2 separate regions of the Astyanax mexicanus genome follow, and region 1 is linked to region 2. Evidence: chromatin contacts called from public Hi-C data. All regions are on one chromosome and are shown on one strand. Each heading gives the region's core, a stretch centred on a gene start, on an enhancer-like site or on the middle of the called end of the contact. The rest is flanking DNA. Distances are from core to core; before and after follow the strand shown.

The links. A called contact is a pair of places that touch in the nucleus more often than the background predicts.
Region 1: a contact with region 2 is called in a Hi-C map of muscle, with 16 times the contacts expected there. The contact joins the promoter of timm23a here to the enhancer-like site in region 2. A contact is called at or near these places in 2 of 3 Hi-C or Micro-C datasets (both in muscle).

The regions. Positions count from the first base shown.
Region 1 is chr15:33,238,031-33,245,044 of AstMex3_surface, forward strand. It overlaps timm23a (translocase of inner mitochondrial membrane 23 homolog a (yeast)), which reads left to right and starts at 4,921. Exons shown (of 7, transcript XM_007259311.4): 1 at 4,921-5,325; 2 at 6,730-6,788. The coding sequence starts at 5,220.
Region 2 is chr15:33,157,562-33,165,183 of AstMex3_surface, forward strand. No RefSeq gene overlaps it. Among protein-coding and RNA genes, the nearest start is that of prph2a, 14 kb to the left of the region's middle. Within about 2 kb of position 3,035, the one cell type or tissue checked has an H3K27ac peak away from gene starts, as active enhancers do.

The DNA.
Region 1 (7,014 bases), core at 3,671-6,170, 82 kb after region 2:
GGGCAGATGATCTGTAGTATAACAGATCTACAGTACATTGTCAATACATACATATTAGTAAATGATTTAAATGTTTAAAAACAAGGTTCTTTAAAGAAATATTGGAATGAACTATTTCACCCTTTGCAGTGCATGATATCAATAAATGATTCAAGTAATCACTGAACATCTGTGATCACTGCATCAAGATACACTATGTTGTCAAAAGTATCCATTGGCCACTCTTGCCACTCTGGATTTATTGTATTTGTCTACATTGTATATCCATATTTAATACATCAAAACAATTAAGGGACACATATAGGATCATGTAGTAAACAAAAAAAGAGGGTTTTTTTTGTCCTCCACAATCTGCTGACATACATCCAGTTTAGATGGGTGATTTGGGATGAGCTGGAGCTTTACAGCATGGAGGAAAAGCAGCAACTATTGATCATCACCTCCAGAAACTCCTTCAAGACGCTGAGAAAACTATTCCAGGTGACTCTCCCTCATAAAGACACTGAGATTAAAATACCAAGAGTGTGCTGATCTGTCCTCAAAGCTAAATGTGCTACTTAGAACAATCTAAAGTATAAAACATGTTCTGTTTTTTTTTAACACTTTTTGTTTACAGAATAATTCTGCATGTGTATATGTTTAATGTCTTCAATATTAAATTTACTATGTAAAACAAATCATAAACAGAAAGAAAACACATTGAACGAGAAGAGGTGTGTCCCGACTTTTGACTGGTACTGTATTTTACAAATGGAGTGAGGTCAACAGACAAGAAGAACAGACAAAACATGAGATGGATCATATACTGTCTGCAATGAAAGAAGAAGCAAAGTTGATGCAAGAAAATCTGTATTAGTTTTTGATTTGCATTTATTTCCAAATGATCATTATTTCTGATTTAAGATTGCATTTTTTCCCATGAGGGGGCTTATAACTTTTTAACACTGTTAACCCTTGTTAACCCTGGTGTTCATATTCTTGTTACTCGTTTACTTTGTTACTTGTATTTAATTCAGCAAAATTAAGCAATTTTACATTAAAATGCTTTACACATGCTCGCTTCACCTAAATTGCAAGCAATATAAACAGCTTACATGGTTAATATTTGCCCTTTACCTTTCTTATGTTACATTTCTTTCAAAAAGTGCTACTCTTTTTTTATTAGTTTTTTAATAAAATGTAAAAGAAAATGAATTAAACTCAAGATATGGGTAGAAAATTTGTTTAGGTTCAAATTTACAAATGAAGCAATGTTTATTAGCCCTTGGCTAAACAGACTGTATGTAATATAAATGTGTGTGTGTGTGTTGGGGGGGGGGGGGGGGGGGTGTATAGTGTGTGTTTATTGAAAATGTGTTTTGATATATGTTTTTCACAAAAAATGAGCCAATGCCAATGAGTTTGAGTTAGAAAAAATATTTTTTTAGTATCATTTGATGAAAAATGAAAACGGGTCCCACAGACCCGAACACCACACAAGGGATAAAAAAAGGGAATCAGTTCAGAGGATTTAACTGGGGTAAAATGTTGCTTGTTTGTAACTTGTTTCTTTAACTTCTTTAATATTTCTTAACTATGAATTAAACTGTGTATGAATATAGTATAAACATTAGGCTTGGACATTAGCATTAGAGTTGATCAGCGTTTTGTTTTCTCTGAATTAACCACTGGAAGAGCTGCAGAAGTTTGGCCTGTGTTGCTGTCCTGCTGTTAAGTCGTAAAAATAAGTTATGCCTGTTGTTCAACTTTTCTGCTCCTTCCATAAAATCATGTTTTTTGAGAGTTTCCATATCTCCGCTTGCAGAGTGAAGCCGGGGCGGCGTGTGTTAGTGAGATTCAGAAAGCTGGGAAGTGTGTGATGTGTTTAAATCCTTATCTGAAAGATTTGGGAGGCGCTTTGTAAAAGGGCTCTTACGGCCTCCTCTCATCTCTTCCAAAACCAGTTTTTTAAGAACAGAGGCACTGCACAGCTTTCATATCTCCATGGTAACACAGTCCTTTGGGGTGCTACTTTGGGGTGTGTGTGTGTGTGTACTTATCATGTTTGTGCTGGAGTTCTGGAATGCTGAAAAATCTCAGGAAAAAAAAACAAGTGGCTGAAATAAAACACAGTGACACAATGAAAGAGAGAGAGAGAGAAAGGGAGGGAGAGAGACACTGGAGATAAAAAGAGACATACTGGGAGATTCATTATGATGACATCACACTCATTTCCCACTGCGGCCATGTTCCACAGGGAGCCCTCAGTCTCTGTTCTGCTGCTTTAGTGTCTCTTCAGCACTGTGGGCTGCCTATGGGAGGCCATCCACGGGCTCTGAATGCCCTTTTTGTTGGGGAACAGTGAGCCGTTTCTGCTCCCACAGAAAGCCCTGGATAATTTAGTGTGGATGCCAGGAAGTCTGAGCTCACAGAATGACAACAATGGCAAACGTTATTGCTCCACCTCAAGGGGTGGAAAAGAAAGAGAAAGAAAGCACAAGGGGGAAAACAGCCATAGTGACTGGATTCAAACAGGCCTTCCTCCCACAGTGCAGCTCTGCCAGAGTTTATCACTTATGATCCCAGAGGATGTGGACCAGACCAGACTACAGGGAGGAGTGCAACTATCAGCTTTTCTGGATGTTTAAAAAAAACCCTGTTTACAGGTAGAGTTATGTTCCCATTTATATGTACATGTAGAAGAGCTAGTTCTACAGGTCCTCCTTAGATAACTAATAAACTTGTTAAATGCAAATTCATACTATAAACCTATAATCAGCCCTTTACTGCCATCTAGTGTAGCACACAACATACATCAGCTCCACAGAATAACCCTACTGAACCAGCAGGGTAAAAACATGTGTTTTAATTTTAGCAAATAAAATATTAACTCTGAAAAAAAACTACATGTTGTCGTATTTTATATAAATCCACATACAAAGGACAATTTTGCATTAGAGCGAAAAAGGATTAAATAATTTTTAAACTGAGCTTTTTGTATTTATACCATATTATTATATATAATTCTACAACTATAAAAAAACTATATATATATAATATAATGTATGGCTTTATTTATTTAAAATAGATTGATGAACATATATTAATAAATAAATAAAAATAGATGCATCTACTATACAAGCATAAATAGACATATAACAAAATATAAAATGTTGTAATAAAGAGATTTATCTTCTACATATTTATTAAATGTATATATACACATTTTAAGCTACCCTTTCTAGTATAAAATAAGCATTTAAATTATAAATATAGTTTAATATATTCAATCTTTAATACTTAATTGAAAAATAATTGAGTATGATTTTTATTGGAAACCGCATTGTCTGAATTTTCCATGTAAATATTTAAAAAGAATTCTAAAGATGGGAAACTTGATATTTAAGAATATAACAGAATTATGTGCTGATGAAGAGGTTTATTTGACCACCAGAGGGCGCTCTCGAGTGAGTCTAAAATGAATGTGTTTATAGAGAGGTATTGGCTTCATACTGAGTTTATAAATGTTTATTAATTTTCACACTGATAAAATGTACTATTTTTCTCAACAATGAACATCATCAAATATATATTATACCAACACATATTTTTAAAAGCGTTTAAACTCCAGATATAAGCCTTTAAATCTTGCTCTTCAGCATTAGCTCACCAACCAGTCAGAGCAGATTAGCGGCACTGCTAGCACATTTACTTCATAAAACCTGTCTGCTATTGAATAAAAGAAAATTTACCGGTAAGTTTTCTTTGCTTTTTTAGAAAAACAATTCATTCTATTGTACCTAATTTAAGAAATATTCAGCCCAAGTAGTTAGTTAATGATACAGTTTTTTATTTGACATTTTAGCTGCTTAGCTCCATTCACCCCACTCATGGTGGAATTTTTCCCTCATTTATTAATTTACTAAAAGACAACATAATACAAGTAATGTTAAGTACCTTCAAGATAAATTAAAACAAACAGCCATTAAAATTTAACAAAGTAGAAAACTGGAAAAAATATGTAGTTTGTTTTAAAAAAAAAAATTCTGGGTGAATAAACAGTTTTTAAATGTACTTCTCTGACTTTATTATAAATACAAACATAGTCGGCTTAATGAATACTTGAGTTAGGGCCACTTAGAGCCCCCAAAAGCACGTAGATGTCATAATAAATAAAATATATTTTATTTTTTATTTTTTCTAAAAGCCACAGTGACTATAATGTCGTATTAAAATGCTAATGTTGAAAAATGTGGGATGCACAAGGCTGTGTGTTTTATGAATGCATTTTAGTACAATGCAGATATCAGGTCTCTGCTGCTGTGCTCTGAGATCACTTCAGTGCACTGTAGTATTAGCTTATGGTTAGCATTTTTCTAGAGATGGATGGATGGATGGATGGATGGATGGATGGATGGATGGATGGATGGATGGATGGATGGATAGATGGAAACTTTATTGATTCCAGAGTGAAATTCTGGATATCCAGTAGCAGGTATACATAGTACACAAACGTTACAAAAGACATGTATGATATGTCTTGACACTAGTTGCTGTGCATATTGTGAGGATATCTGATGTCAGCCATACAGAAAGTGTAAGTGCGCAGTTATATAATAATTTAAGTTAGCAGTGCAAATTTGTGTCGGACAGTGGACAGTAAATAAACTAGTAGTTTAATTATGGCCTTTAAACAAGGTTGTAATTCAGAGGATCCAGTAATATTCGGGAGGAAAATACACAGAGAATAAAACATGCAGGGTTCTGAACATATTTATTCACCACAGAATGTGATAGAGGCGAGTTTTTGAAAAGCCCACTCATTTCAGCAATAGGCAAAAACCGCTTAGAGACACGGAACTCCACATATGAACATAAACTACAAAATGACGACACGACTGTAGGCGTGGCTTTAACTTCACGACAGAGTTGCGTCAGCACTGTCCTTCAGGTTTCCGGCAGCAGCGCATGGTGGAGGTCAGGGATGCTCTATCTGACCGGTGACAGAAACACACAGACCCCCTCATTTCGGTCTCTGTACAGATCCTGCTGTTTTATAAGCTGTACAGGTAACTTATTCAGGACTGCAGTCTGTGGCCGTTTCTCAATACTCAAGTACACACGTCTGTACTCAATTCGAATTGGAACAGTACTTGGGCTGCGACTCAGCGGCGGCGGCTCTGTTCAGCAGGATCTCCGCTCTCTGACTTCATATCAGATTCACAGCAGTGAGTGACAACATGGACGACAACGCGGCGGGATCGGGGTCTTTTAAAGGCGGAATGGGGGGCCTTTTCGGCGGCGGAGCTCCGGAGTACTCCAACAACGAGCTCGCTGGGGTGCCTCGTAAGTAACTCTGGTGTCTATAGTAGTCCTGGTGTTAGCATAAGGGCTAACTATGGCCTTTTTCAGCATGTGAGGGTAACTAGCTTAGCATAGCTAGCCTACTAGCTAGGTGTCAGAGTGGCCTTCAGGTTCTGTGACCCTCTGTGTTTATGTTTTATAGTTATTTGAATGGTGAAATGTTAGTTTGGTTAGCTAAACGTTAAAGGGGTTTCTTGCTTTTATATTTTGCCTCCGCGCTCACTGGGGGTTCTGTATTTTCTATGTTTAATGTTTTGCCTGATTATTTGTCCTGTAGTCATGTTTCTGTAAAGCTGCTTTGTGCCAACACCAGTTGTAAAAAAGCGCTATACAAATAAATTTGTTTTGATTTGATTTGATATTTTGCCTATAGCTGAGGCACACACGTAATCCCACGTAATGGTGATGTAACCTGTGTGTCACAGGCCTTTTAAAAGCAGTGTAAAGTTCCATATTATATCTACTTATGTAATCATTCAAATTTAGCTAAATTTGTAGATATCAGAACTGTTATTTTTCTAGAACATTTTTTTTAAATGTTCTTATTCAGAGTATTTTTGGAAAGCTATAGCTAAATTCTTTTTAATAAAGCGAGTTTTAACTGTAAGGATTCTACTGCCAACTTTACTTTGACTAACGTTACTCTGTGTTTGTTTATCTGACATTATTTACAAAATGTAGGAGTGCTGGAGATAAAACAAGCTCCTTTTAAAAGCGTACATTTTTATTCTACAGCTCTTTTCCAACAAATTAACCGTTCAAACACGTTAATGAAATGTTTTACTAGTTCCAACCTGATTTCTGGAACAAAATGTTAAAATGCAGATTATGAAATTGTTGTTGTGCCATTTGTGTTGCATCTGGATTTTAACCCTGAAACATTAAGTCATGTTTTTTATCACGTGAATGAGCTGCTCAGTTATTTTAACTGATTAAATTTCTAATTTTGGTCAATATTCAGAACTGGGTCTTAATATCAAAATTAACTAATTGTATCTGTCAATAATTAAGCTATTGAGGCTGTCTATTACTATTGGTATATCAGTCACTGTTTAATAGTAATGCTGAATATTCTATATCTCTATTTGGCCTGTTCACAATTTTCATCCCAGAAATTATTGCAATATATTGTAACTTTATAGTATTGTGATTCAAAAAAATATTTATTGAATCGACAATATGTGTATTGAGGATATCAGCACTGCATGAGATTATCTTTAAATACTCAGCTCTATCAGTGCTTGATTACTTGCAACATGAGGGGTTACAACATGATTGGAATTAATTTGTGTTGACCCAACTTTTGGCCCTATTGTCCAGCACTACTTCTATGCTACTGTATGTTGTGAGAGTGTGGTCAACTGTACACTCTTTTTTTCCCCACAGTGACTGGAATGAGCCCACTCTCTCCTTACCTTAATGTCGATCCTCGCTACCTTGTTCAGGTCAGTGTAAGAATACAGTTTTATAAATGGTCTGTCTTTCATTGGAGATATAAATGTTTAAACTAGTTATGTGCTTGTTTTAAAGTGTAAAAACTTAACGCTGTACTAAATATAGACTTTTGAGAGTACAAAAAATAGAATCAAATCTTGGCACAGAATAAGAACGAAATGTGCATATTGGTATAACAAATAAGGCATTGTTTTTTTTTTTTTTTTTTTTTTAAAT
Region 2 (7,622 bases), core at 1,785-4,284:
TTAAATATTAGTAGTGATGTAGTACTGAATAAAAAAAAACATAACTGAGGTACAGAACTATTTCAGCACAATAATATTATATTTGTCACAAATATTATTTTCTTTAATTGTTCAAAGAAAAGTGAAGGTTCTGTATAGTGTAGACTGCTCTTTCTGTGCATGGACGCGATAATCACCAGAAGATGGCAGTATTGCTGCTATATTCATTATTTTATTATACTGTAGTTTATATGTGTTTTATGGTAAAATGCAGTGTTTCCCATTTCTGACCTTAGAGTACCCCTGTCCTGCACATTTTAATGTGTACTCTGCTCCTAACACACACACACACACACACACACACACACACATACAAATCAAGAACAACATTAACATAGGTTCTGTAGTTGCAGTCTGTTGTCCTTCCATTTCTCTGCATACTGTATTATCTTCCTTTCACCCTGTTCCTCACCCCGGACCCCACAGGACCACCACAGAGCAGATATTATTTGAGTGGTGGGTCAGTTCCAACACTGCAGTAAAACAGAAAATGTAATAAGAACGTTCTGAAAACCTGTGACGTAACAATGTTTTGCATCACAATGTTATTAAAAAGATTCTCCCACAATAATCCCAACTCATGTTATGAAAAGGTTAAAAGTAACAATTAAAAAAAAATAATAATAAACGCGTTGACAGAAGTGACGTTGCAGCAACATTACAATAACTTTTTAAAGCATTAAATAAAAATATTCTAAGAACTTCCAAAAAACTTGATGGACAACAGATGGGACAATTGTAACCAATTAACTGTAAGGTTTAGAAAATGTTCTTCTAACCAAAAAATGTTATCTTGGACAGTGTGTGTTGTGCTGGTACAAGTGAATCAGACACAGCAGTGCTGCTGGAGCTTTTAAACACTGTATCCTCTCACTGTCTGCACTATTACACACTGCTGTCTGGGTAGGGTCCACTTTGTAGCGGTAAAGTCAGAGAGACAAAAGCTTATCTGTGTCTACTATTATAGAACTACAAAGTGCTCCTATATGCCCAGTGGAGCTAAAAAAAATGATAATGGGTGTAAAAAAAAAAAAAAGGAAGTGGTCATAATGTTATGATTGATCGATATACATGTATGCACATAGCTGTTCCAGCTGATGTGCAGGGTATGAGGTACTCCAGGACCAGGGTAGGAAGAAATAAAGGCTGTGGGTTCAAACGCAGGCTAAACTGCTTTCCCGCTATATAAAATCTGTGGGTTGTGTTTAAAACCTATTATATGGGGATCAGGATCAGGGGTTACACCACATGACCCATGCTGACTGAATCTAATAAAGCTATCAGACGTGGTGTTCATAAAGCCCCGGTAAGAGCGAGCGCTGATCTAGGATTAGATTCCTTCCCAGAGTCTGGTGGTCTTAGTGATAGAAACAAATCACATTCACTTTCTGAATATGTGCTTATCTTTTAAAGTTTTCTGATTGTCTGTAGTAAATCAGGCTTTTACAGTTACTAGATTAAACACGATTATACAAAGACTATATTAAGTAAAATGTGTCTGCTTGGTGAATGAACTAACGGTGATGAATATTTTAAAAACATTTCTCTTTTACACTCTAAGAAATATAAGTACAGATTTGTACTTAAAAGAGTACAAAGCTTGTCGCTGGGGCTGTACCTTATATTGAGGTACAAAAAAGTACCTTTCAGTGAAAGTCCTTTTTTGTACCCATGGTTTTTGTGCCAGTATAGATTATAAAGATTATAAACATTGTCATCAACTAAAAATGGCTCAAAAACTTGATGATACAAAATTGTCTGGCTTTCAAATAAAAAATGTGCTATTTAAATATATACTGTTCATTAGTACAGTGATGCAGAATACTGAATGTACCTTTTGGCTGGTTAAATGGTACAAATTTGTACTTATTGCTGTTAGAAATGACTTTGTACTTCAGAGGGAACAAATCTGACCCTGTAAAGACCAATATTGTACCTTTGAGGGTACAATTATAAAGAATGTACCTTCGAGTACAAAAAAGTACTCATATCGTACCTCTGTTTTTTAGAGTGTACAGTAAGTAACATATCCAGTTGAATTCACTTAATTAAAACACATGCATTTATTTAGCTGTTTTTGAAGGTCTTATATTACCCTTCATAGAAAACCTTCATTTTTTTCTATTTCCTTCTATGTAATTTTTGTAGACTATACATGGAATTTAACATTTTATTTTATTTATTTTTTTATGTCAGACAATTACAATGCATTTTGCATTTTGGCCTAGGACAGAAATATCTACATATAAAATGATTGTACAGCTTGTTAATGTCAAAACCTGTGTGAGTTTTGAGGTGTTATCTTATAGCCAGATGTGGTGAATTATGGAGTTCTATGAATTCTAGCATGGCCTGATAGTGGATACCAGATGATTATTAATATTTTTATACTGATTAGATTCTGGGACATTGCTGTGAGGATTTGATTGCATTCTTTGGCAAGAGCTTTAGTGAATGTTCAGAATATTGGAAGATCACCACCCTCAACCCTTCTGGAGAACCCAGTCCAGTGCTGGGGGTTTTATACCTCTCTTTGCACATAATATCATGTGTTTGGTATATTTGATAAATATCAGCATAGCCTTCCTCAGGGGGGCAGTGTCCACATGGTTTCAGTTGGATATCTTGGCTTGTGTCTGGTGGAACACACACAAACACAAACACACACACACACACACACACACACACACACATACACACACAAGGATGTCTATAATTCTGTTGATTTACTTAGTACCTCAAAGTGTCAGTCCTAGACACCTAATTTCATTCACAGGTAAATCATATGACCAGACAATAATTAATTTTGTAGTCATCAAATATTTACTTGTCCCTGACCCAGACGCCTTTCCCTCTGGTCTGCACCCTCTACTTGGCCCGAGTTCAGGGCTGCTCTCATTCTACGTGACTCAGATGCTAAAGCTAAGCAGGAGACACTGAGTGACACTGAATGAGACTTCAGGGGAATGCTTCATTAAATGATTTACAGCACGGTTGTCTGCGCTGTAGTGCTGACTTAGGCATAACCAGGAGGCTACAGCAATGATACAACAGAGGTGACTCCTGCTTACTGTTTGCCTGGTGCCCAGTGAATGTGCTTTCAGAAATCCTCTGACTTTCTTGCATTGGTTTTAGGTGCAGTGAGATGGGTGGTGTGCTACAGGACCATCACTGAAAGATTAACATCAAATTTGAAAAACAATATAATTCATTCATGAATTTATGGGCCAAATGAAAAAGATAAGCTGTAAAAACAGTTACTTCTGATGTTATAAACCAATCTACTCACTCTACCACAGATTACCAGATAACAAAATATGATAGGCTAGTACCAGTATTGCACAATAATGGCACTCTGACCAAAGCTTTTCGAGTATGACTCCACAACCTGCAAACAATGCCAGTGCTTATAAGACAACACCAGCCATAACAAAGCAGCAATGATATAATTCTACAATATTAATTGTATTTGATATTATTGCCTTTACTATATGTTTTCTTGCTTTATAAGTGGCAACATCTCACATTACAGCACAACCCTTGAGTGTAGTATTGCGTATTTATTGTTTAAAATTGTAATTGTTGTTCTTTTTGGTTAAATGATCCCAAAGTAATTTCAGGTAAGCCTCATAGAAGCAAAAAAAATGAATTTGCTTGAGATGTGCCTACCCAGCTGGCCCCCAATGTCAATAGACGTTAATGTCAAGTTGAATGTTGGTCATGACGTAAAAAATATCAACATATTTACACCAGTATAATATCTAATACTGTTACATGCCTGCAGGGATAAGTTTACATGTGTACATATATATACCATATGTATACCTATTTACTGTATTTTAGAATGTACTTCTTTGTACTCCAGTTGTACTAGGATTGGTTTACGACAAAATAGCTCAAGCTCAATTTTACATAGTATAATGAAAAAATGCATTATATACAGTATATGATATACAAAAAGATTATGCTGTTGTAATTCACGCACAGAATTCTAAAAAAAAAGTGCAGTGTGCTGTATGTAACAGTATATAAACAGAACAAAGAGTCTCTTAAGTCACAATAAGTCTATAAGCCTCTAACCCTGGAGTTTCTCTGAGGTGCCCAGGAGTGCCCTCAAATTCTATTGTGGTCTGGGGTGTTAAGTCTTCCACTTAGCTTGTTGACCTGTCCAAATAAAACGCTCGGCCTTTTCTGACTGCCAGAAGCCGGGTGGGACTCAGTGGCTGGAGAGTGAAATAGCTGAGGAGAAATGCCTTGCGCAGACAGAAAAGACACTGCAGTCTGTCTCAGGAATCACTCAGGTAGAGCAATAAGTGACAGAATGTTGGAAGACTGATGCGTCCTCCTTGGAGAGACATGCATCTCCGCCCTTATTTCTTACATTGGTGTCCAAACAGTGTTACCCATCTGAAAGGCCACGAGATGCTCGCTGTGCGTGAACATCCCTGGGAGTTGTTATCTGGACCTGGACAGCAAGAGGGGCACAACGATCAAATTCCACCTAAGCGCACACACACACACACACACACATGCACACATACTCCATTCTCATAGCTCCATCAATCAATCCCACTGGCAGGCTATATGTCCTATTTCACCACCCACATAACTCAGGTTGCCAAGAAAACAATTTCTGTTTGTGTTAAATGGATTGAGAAACAGAGGATTGTTTGGAGGGGGGTTGGGAGGCAGCGACAGTTACAAATGTATGTAGAGAAAATACTGAGTGAAAGGCTTGTTGGGAGACAGTTTACATTGTTTGGAATGTAAAAAGGCTTATTAACAAAGACTTATTTAAATGACTGGTAAATAATAATATTGCTGCAGTGGTAACAAAACACTAAAATGGTAATTTTATAGGGAAACCACGGTACAAGGTTAATTTAAATGTATGTCTGTTTTATATATTTTTTACTTTGTCACTCTCACATACAACATCATTTGGGCACCCCTGCTGATATCTGTTAATGTTACTGTAGGTTAGCTGAAAATTAACTGATTTCTGAAAAGCACACATTTAAATTGATTCATGTATCAATTTTGGTACAATTTGAAAGTGAAAAATATAAGCTTTCTAAATACAATTCTCAAACATTGTCCCAACAATCAGCAGCCATGTTTCCTCTGAGCAGCTGCTTAGCACTCTGAACATTAAAATACATAATAATAATAATAATAATAATAATAATAATAATAATAATAATAATAATAATAATAATAATAAAGGCAGTAATAAAGGCAATAATAATGCAACTTAGAAATGCTTCACAGGAGCAAGGAGTATTAAAGTTGCTAGAAAGACAAATCAAATCCTTGTTTGACTGCTAAAAACAATCAGTAATCACCATCATATCCTGTCAACTGATAAAGTTATATGTTTTCTGGCTGAAATTAACAAAATATGGAGAAAATATAATGCAGAATTTCATAAAAAAATGACCACTTTTCCAACACCAATCTTGATTTGTGTTTGCGCTCCAGCCAGGGACATTTCACTTCTAAAGGAAATATGGCTTTTATAACATTTTGGAAGCAGCCCATCTGTTAAAAATGAGACAGCGAAAAGAGAGTTGTTTTTAAAACAGGATGATCAAAAGTTTATGTGTTCTTTAACCCCTTAACAGGCCAGGATTTTTGTCAATTGTCTGCCTGACATTGCATCACTAAATCTTGAGGATTTCTATTCAGGCATTACCTAAAAAGCTTTCATGTTTGATAAGGAACATTACTGAAAAGCACTGTAATAGAAAAAGTAAATTATTTAAGTAAATCTGCTAATGTAAAAATTTAATAAACAAAATCATAAAATTGGCTATTTTCTGATCTTTATTTTAAAATCAATATTTTTCTGAATACAAATCAAACAGTTCATGTCCTCCAAATGTTTAGTTTTGTTATGTTTGTCTAGTTTTTATGTTCATTTTTTTTAAACATGCAGGATTTGGGTTGATTTCTGTTACTGATCTGGAATTATTAAGTGGAGTAGAAAGTGAATAGGCAGCTTCTCCAAGTGTCCTGAAGGAGATTTTAAAGCCGCCGAATTTTCAGAGTGTAAATAAGTTATTTTACTGCAAAAAAAAGGATTTTGTATCACCTACACCTGTAGACTGTATACGGGACAAGACATTTTAAGGGGTTAAAAGAGGAAGAATTGGCATGTATAAGGACCTGACCCACTTTGACATGGGCCAGATTTGATCATTCCAAAACATCAGGCAGTTTTAATGTGGTGTTGCCAGTATGCAATAGTCAGTATCTACCAAAAAATAGATGATTATAAGAAAGGACTGCCAGTGAACCAGCAACAGGGTCACGGCCACCTTTAAAAGATCAGCTGCTCACATCATGGTGCCAGATACCGTTTTCCAGACCTGTTGTGGAAGCAGAAAGGGAATCTGCTCAATCTCATGCTGGTGATGTTAATGTTATGGCTGATCAGTGTATGCATTTGTGTGTGTTTCAATACACTGACAGTAAAGTTCAATGGCAGGCTTTTTCAGCTCCACTGCATTCACATTCGACGGGCAATCTCAGGCAACAAAAAGGCAACATATTTATCTGAAAATCAATTTCCTGAAGTTTCCTTCTGATCGCTCGGAGAGCGGGCCGGTGTGTGGGGGCGAGGAGGGAAAAAGTAGTTTGATGAAAATAAAAACACAAGGCCCCCAGCCTGCAGCTAGAGAGTGCTAATGGGAAATATTGATCTGTCTGCTCTACTGTAGACCTCCATTGTGTCTTATTAGTATGAGACACCATAGAGCCTGTGCTCTACAAGTGAGTGAGTTTATAGAGTGACTGCATGTATGTGTGTGTGCTGCTGTCTGATTGGTGGAGAAAACCGTGCTTCTGCATTAAACGTTCACAGGGGCCCCAGTGTTCAATGCACATACTCATACACAATCTACTGTGCATTGTTTGAACATACTGCTGCTGCTTTTATAAAACCTTGAGTCTGTGAAAGCATTACTAGGTTACGAAGAAAAAAATATTTTTAACGTCATTCTATGAAATTGTGACCCATTTCTCTTCAATGAACCATAAAGTTTTCACACAAAGGCAGATGGTTCTTTCAGATGTAAAACGGAAATGAATAAAACAAGGTTTTAATATGACATCAGCATCATTCTTTAAGCAAAAGTACTTTCATAACCAGATTCCTTCAGCAGTATATGAATGTTAAATAGTTAATTTAACCAATAGAAATTATCTTAAAATGGACAAGAATACAATGGCATAATAATCTCTTCAGCAATAAAATATGGAAGTATATTGTAAGAATGTTTCTACTGCTAATTGTAAAATGCTGTCATCATTATTTCTAGCATGTTTGCAGCATATATACTCAACAATTTTACACAATCTACTGTACATTCTTTGAACATACTGTTGAATCTAAAATCTTAATTCAAAAGATTTTGATCTATTTATTATGGTCCATTCATAGTGAAATGTTTGCACAAAGGCAGCTGTTTTTTCAGATGAAAAAAACAAGGTTTTAAAATGACATCAGCATCATCCTTTAGCAAAAATTGTTTCATAACTGCTTCAACTTTTACAAGTCTGAATAAGATATACACACTCTC